2 separate regions of the Sus scrofa genome follow, and region 2 is linked to region 1. A link is a contact called in public targeted proximity ligation data. All regions are on one chromosome and are shown on one strand. The core of a region is the stretch at or near the end of the contact, and the rest is flanking DNA. Distances in the headings are between cores, read along the strand shown.

The links.
Region 2: a contact with region 1 is called in a targeted proximity ligation map of skeletal muscle, with 15 times the contacts expected there. A contact is called at or near these places in 3 of 5 promoter capture datasets (fetal skeletal muscle and liver), 26 of 47 Hi-C or Micro-C datasets (alveolar macrophages, brain, embryonic fibroblasts and 14 more) and 2 of 2 datasets of targeted methods (alveolar macrophages and skeletal muscle).

What each region holds. Positions count from the first base shown.
Region 1 is chr5:69,934,796-69,938,147 of Sscrofa11.1, reverse strand. All of the region lies in intron 25 of MICAL3 (F-actin-methionine sulfoxide oxidase MICAL3), which reads left to right. Among named protein-coding and RNA genes, the nearest start is that of BID, 80 kb to the right of the region's middle.
Region 2 is chr5:70,131,231-70,134,582 of Sscrofa11.1, reverse strand. PEX26 (peroxisome assembly protein 26) reads right to left here and starts at 1,559. Exons shown (of 5, transcript XM_003126596.4): 1 at 733-1,559. The coding sequence starts at 947. It overlaps MICAL3 (F-actin-methionine sulfoxide oxidase MICAL3), which reads left to right and starts at 1,614. Exons shown (of 40, transcript XM_021092508.1): 1 at 1,614-1,806.

The DNA.
Region 1 (3,352 bases), core at 553-3,052:
GAGGCAGCAGAGCAGCCAGGCACCTTGGTGGAGGTGGAGACTTCGGGGTTGAGGGTCTCAGAAAATGAGCAGGGCACACCCCCAACCCCAGAAAGGTGACTTAGACAGACAGGGAACCAGGGCTCTTGGTCATGGATCCCAGAAAACCACTTCACTTTGAGGTATGTGTGTGGCTTTCCCAGGGTCCGTTACTGCAGCTTCCTGCTGTCTCTGGGTGTTCAGTGTGTCTGTAGGACAGTGGGACACTTATTCTCTCCTGAAAGGGGCTTCAGGCAGGCCTGAGCAGTGAATTAAGGGGTTCTGCACCCCTCTTTCCCTGGGCTGTTGAGCCGAGGGTAGAGGCGGGGGGCAGGCAGCCAGCAGGTCCCTGGCAGTGGTTACAGAGAGGCCAGCATTGTGCCAGGAACGCCTCGCCTGTCCACCTCTGGCTTTCCTTCCATAAAACCTCATGTTTGCCCTTGTTTTTAACTTCTGCTGTTGTGAGTTATGGTGTGTTTCTTTGTGAGTTGTTTTTTATTTAATTGTGTAACTGTTTTTCCGTTACTGTGAAACTAAGGTGTTGTGCTTTTAATTTTTTTTTTTTTAAACAAGTGTTACCATTCTTATTTAAGAGAATAAATTCCAAACAATCTTCAGGTTTCTGAGTATTTCTTTTCTTCCCCCTTTTCCTGATTGGAGGGTGGGAAGGGGTTGCTCAGGCAGGTCTTGGGAGTGGGCTTGAAACCAGTGTGCTTCAGGACTATATCACTCCTGGCCTGGGGTCAAAAGAATATAGGTGTATTAAAATGGGGAAACGGGGTGTTTATAGCTAAAATACAGGTTCCCATTAATGGAGGGGCCCCTGTTTGGGGGTGGCATGATGGAAGACATTGTGCTGTGTAAGCAGCTGTAGGTAGACAAGAGTGTGGAAGAGGCTGTGCTTGTCCTTCCATGCCATCAGGCCGTCTGAAGGCCTGGGGACCAGAGCAGGTGGAGGGACAGAAAGAGCACCCTGAGCCCGGGTCTGCCTGGGGCCTGGGAACAGTGAGGTGCTTCTCCTCTGCCTTGAGGCCGTTGCCTGGGGTGCAGTGACCTGTCCTTCCAGCTCCGTCTCTTTCTGTGACCTGGACACAGAGCCAGGGTACCCAGTTCTGCTTGGCTGCTCAGGCCTGGAGGGCTGGGCCTACCACTTTCCATACATGCTGTGACGTCGGCCACAGGGCCTCTGGTGCCAATCCACGTGCCGACCACAGAGTTACAGGCCAGCCTTGGTGCTACATTGGGCCCCAAAAAGGCACTCAGTCTGTGTCCGCTGTACTGGAGAGGATCATCTCCACACCCCACCCCCCAAAGCAGCCCCTGGGTCCCTGTGTGGCTTCCAGCTCTGCTGAGATGCTATCACTGCTTCCTTCAGAGTCAGGTTATTGGGTGCAGTAGAGGGATTTATAACAATGCTGGTGTTTATAACAACATTCTGAAGCAGCCAACTGGAGGGTGACACTCATTGGGAGACCCTAGAGAATTCCCTTTGCAATTCAGTTTCTTTCTGAAACTTCTTGATGCCCAGTCTCTTTTTTTCCTCAAGTTTCTGGCTGTTTGCCTGTTACAAACTCCTCAAGGATCCTGGGGAGCAGCTGGGGAAGGAAAGCAGTGGGACAGCTGCCCTCCATTTCAGACTGACAGGGACAGGGTCCCTTGAGGTACAAAAGGAAGAGAAGTAGTGCTGGGCCTTTCTCACGTGTGACAGCCAGGCAGAGGGGTTCAGGAAGCCTCTTGGAGGCTCCAGAGCCGGCCTCACCTTACACGTTAGGCCAGCCAACCAGCGGACAGGTGCCAGCATGCAGATCAGCTGCAAGGACCTGTAGGGAGGGCAGGCTGTTTCAGCCATGTGTGCCAGGGTGGCGCTCTCCTCCCCAGCTGCCCTGTCCCCCCCCCCCACTTTGTGGGCTGCCTCCGTACTTCCAGGTTCACCAGCCACACTTCCGTGTGGCTTTGCAGAAGTTACGAATGTTTTCTGAATGTCCCTGAGGCATTTTAATGGGCCTCCGGGAAGGATAGTGGGTGAGCAGTTGAGTCACCGCCCATGCCTAAACCTTAACTCGAGCCAAGCAAATCCAGCCTTGCCCTTGAAAGTGTCCACCACTCAGGTTGGCATCAAGGGCAGGTGCCTTTCAACAGAAAGGGGTCCAGGGCCCCAGCTCTGCCAACTTAGAACAGGCTCCTGGGGCCACGCTGGTGATTACTGGAAAAATCCTTACAGTTGGGTCAGAGCTTGTGTTGCCTCTTCTGTGTTCTTTACCTCTGTCTCTGTACTTACCCGCTCACTGTGGTTATATATTAATCGCATGAAATTGTCCCTAATATGTGTATTAAGTGATCGAGTTCCTCTTCTGTACCTCTGTAAAATACCAATGCTATTCCCACTGTATCACTGCTGTTACATAATGTCCTTGCCTGCGATTATAGGTCTTTGGTAGTCACTTTATATTAAGGAAGCCCTGGTTACCAGAAGGGCTTAGGGCCCTACACTCAGACCACAGAATCTCTGAGGTTCCAAAGCTGCCTTCCCTGTACCTTGGGTCGCAGCCAGCTCACTGCGAAAGGCCGGCCCCACTGAGGGTCCCTGGAGCACCAGAAGGATGTGGGCCCCAAATAGACAAGATGCCTGAATACATATGTTTGCTTTCCGTTCTGTTCTTTCAAGGTGATAAAGCCGGGCAGGCGTGAAAATGGGTTCCAGAGAGGGTGATCCTCCTGGCCTTGGCAGCTACTCAGAGGTCAACCCTAGAGAGTGCGATTAGGTGGCCTCATGCTGGACCTGGGGAAGAGAGTCTGTAAGACACTCAGCCTGGTGCTGAAGGAGAAGAGCTGGTGCTGATTGCAGTGCAGTTGAAACAGCCTGTTTATTCTTATTTCCATTTTCTAGAACTGAGTCAGGATCTAGAAAGACCAGGTTTCCCTCCCACCGCCTCACCAGCCACAGACTTTTCTGGTTAGAAGGGTCTTCCTTTGAAAGTAAACATTCTCGGAGTTCCCGTCATGGCACAGCGGAAATGAATCCGACTAGGAACCATGAGGTTGCAGGTTTGATCCCTGGCCTTGCTCAGTAGGTTAAGGAGCCAGCGTTGCCATGAGCTGTCGTGTAGATCACAGACGTGGCTCGGATCTGGCATTGATGTGGCTGTGGCATAGGCCAGCGACTACAACTGTGATTCAACACCTAGCCTGGGAACCTCCATGTGTCGTGGGTGTGGCCCTAGAAAAAAGACAAAAAAGAAAGTAAACATTCTCCCTGAGTTCAGCCTGATGTGAGTTACTCCAAGCCAGCTCCCTCCCTGCCTTGAGTGTGCCCACCTTTCTTAGGGGGTCAGCA
Region 2 (3,352 bases), core at 310-2,809, 200 kb before region 1:
GAGAGGTGGAGCTAAGAATTTGAAAGGTTATAGCCTCAGTACAGGCACAGGAACTCCACTACTGGCCTCCTAGCACCACCTACAGAGGCACCTCCAAGCACCCAAATCAAAGCCTTCAGCATTTATTCACCAACCCCCTGAACACACAGCCAGGGCTCCCCAATTCATTACTCCCTGGGGTCAGCTTTGACTACTCTACCCACCCCCTCCCTAGTGTGGCCTAAGCCAACCTTACAATCCACAGAGAAATTATGCCTTCAACTACCAGAGAGGACGGCAGCATTAGAAAAAGCAGCGCAAGACCAAGGTTTCTAATTCTTTGATCCGACCCTTCAATAGAACTGGAACACTACTCCTGCCCTGAACCCCATCCCCACTCATCAGCCAAAGTGAGAAGGGGACAACTCAGTGGAGGGTGTACCTTCGACAAGCCTCCCACCACCTGCTTACTGGAGCAACTGAACAATACAATCCTGTCTTCCCTTCATGTCATTCTGCCCTGGAACAGGGAGAAAGAATTGGCTGTGGGTTCCCACTAAGCCCTGTGACACGACTCAACTGCTTCCTCCTCAACGGGCAGTGCCTCCCCTTTCTCCTCAGAAAATGGGCACAAGGTCAGGCACCCCTGAGGAAAGCAAGGAGTAAGACTTCCGCCAACAATCGGAGGGCAAGAGTCCTGGGGACTGGTGCCCCTCCCACCGTCACCCGAAGGGAGCCGAGCCCAGCACGTACGCGCCCGCGGGCTCCTCCGCCAGGCCCTGCCACGCGCGTTCGCAGGTGCGGAGCGCCGCGGCAAAGTCCAGGTGCACCACCAGCAAGTCGGCCGCCTCCTCCAGCAGAAGTGCGGCTGCCGATGGGGCCGGGGAGGAGCGCACCGGCTCGCTGCTCCGCAGGGGGCCCCCAAGCCCCCTCAGGGGGGCTGCAGAGGTCGCGGGGTCACTCCTCATAGGCGGGCGCCGGGCGACCGCCCTCTGGGGGCTGCAGGGTGTCCGGTGCGGCCTGGGAGAAGAGAGGGTCCTCACAGCCTGGCCCACGAACCGCCCGAGGCCGCAGCCCGTAAAGGAAAGATTGGCGCGGCTGGGCTTGTCTGCGGCTCCAGCGAGGGACAGCCTGGCACCCTCGGATATGCAGAGCACTGCGTCCCTGGAGACGCAGCCTCACGACAAGGACTGGAACCCCCGAGCCCGGGAAGGAGTCTGCCCCGACCCTCTCCAGGGGCTGAGCCGCCGCCAGCGGCGCGGGAACGTGGGCGCCGACAGCTTCGCTGCGCGCGCAGAGCGGCGCCCGGCGGCGCGGGACACTCTGGGAGTTGTAGTCTTGCTCCTGGAGCGGCCCCGCTCCGGGGCGCAGATGGGGGGCTTCGGACTACAAGCCCCGGCATACGGCGCCCCAGAAGCCGTCACAGTCGGAGGAAGCCAGCCGACCCAAGCCGCGGGCTGTGGGAGGTGAGGTGGGTACTTGTTGCGGGCCGAGGCTCTGGCCTCCGGCTTCTCTAGCTCCTGGATTCTGTAGGGACACGGCTCCGGCGGCGAGCAGGAGAGGGCGTCTGTGAACCGCCTCCTCCCGGGCCCCGCCCAGCACCCGTCAGTCCTTCCTTCTTTTGTTTTGCTGCCGGTCCCACAACTGGCAGGTGGCAAAAACACAGCCAGCCAAGGGCAGGAGCTTGGCCACCGCGCTCTGCCGGATGGGCTGTGTCCGCTTGTGTCCAGGGATCCACACTGAGCCTCCGTGTCTTATGCCAGATAGATATTCCGTGAAAAAGCCGTACAGTGTGTAATGCAGTTTACAGTAAAGGACTGAGTCAGAGTAAGTATTCAATACGTCCTGGCTTTAATAGTAATTATTAAGTAATTTTACACAGATACAGAAGTTACATTTATTATTATATTCTGTGCTTCACTCAGGCTTTGAAGAGCCTCCTAGGTTTGTGCTAAGCCCTGAGCTTCAGTTCCTCCCAGTTCCCTACCATTTGCACTCTCTCCAAAACGTTGCCCTTGTGATTAAATCGGACAGGCCAGGCACAGGGTCAGCACCTGCCTGCCTCAGCATCCCCTTCCATGGTCACCAGCCAGGGCCTTCCACCCTCTGCAAAAAGTCCTCCTGGAAAGCTGAGGCAGAAGCACAAAATCCATCAGACTCTGGGGATGAGAAGTGTGGACCCCATAATGGCATAAGGTGATAAAGCCAGGACTTCACTTTTTCCGTGGATATTTAACACCTACTAAGTGCCAGCCTTGTTCTAAACACTGAGGATCCCACATGAACGAAGGAGACAAAAATGTCCTCCTTTGTGGAGCTTCCATCATAGTGAAAGAGGGGAGCAAAATTAAAAATAAATACAGTGGTATGTCAGATGGTGATAAATGCTTAAAGAGAACTTGGATGTGACAACAGTGACTACGTTTAACTTTGTTTTCTAGCAGTAAATCCAGGGTTGAAGTAGAGCAGAGAGAAAATGTGCTTTTCATGCTCAGAACTAGCCTCCATTGGTGAAATCACTGCCCTTGGGACCAACACATACTTGATGTCCACCCTAAGTCCCCCTTTCTCTCCAGGCAATATTCTTCCCACAGAGCAAACTCCACTCTGGAAAGTGAATTAGTTCAAGGCTGAATTTATCAAAATGTTTTATCTGTTCTGCCTCAGATTTGACAGCCAATAATGAAGATCATTAGTAATAGCATAATTACTGGACTGTAAACAAACAAAAAACTGTTTCTCAGAATTGGCTTATAAGTCTCCCCTGAAAAATCAGAAAAGCAGTAGTAGCGTCAGAATACAGACCTGACCAGGCCTGGGCCAGTTGAGACTGGCAGGACCAGGCCTCTGCCTCCAGGAGCACCACTTCCAAGCTTTTGCTGCCAGAAAAAGGCCCCTTCCTTAATCCTAGAGAAGGTTCTTGCTCTGCCCAGGATTTTCCAGGAGATGGCAGCACAGCCTTAAAAGAAGCAAGCCTGCCAGTACGTGCAGTGCTGTGATCCCTAGAATGAGGTCAAGATATTTAAAGAAGTGGGAGTTTGCAAAAAAAAAAAAAAAAAAAAAAAAATATGAAAATAGGATTTTTCTATTTCTGTGTTTCGCCCAATCTCTGACTACCTGGGCCTACGCAGTGGTCTCTCTGTCACCACTACCCCTTAGCACTCTTATGCCCACCAGCTGATTCCCGAGTAACAGTGCTGACATAATGGAGCCAGACCATCTAATGAAGCCAGACCATCTCAAGCTAAGACACAGCAGTCCTAATTTATTCCACCTGAGGGACAGTGACCAAGTGTCTTAATGTCTCAGGGCTCATGACTCAAGCTATGAAACAGCCTTCCCTCCCTCTGGTATAAAATAAGTGGTGGTGGAG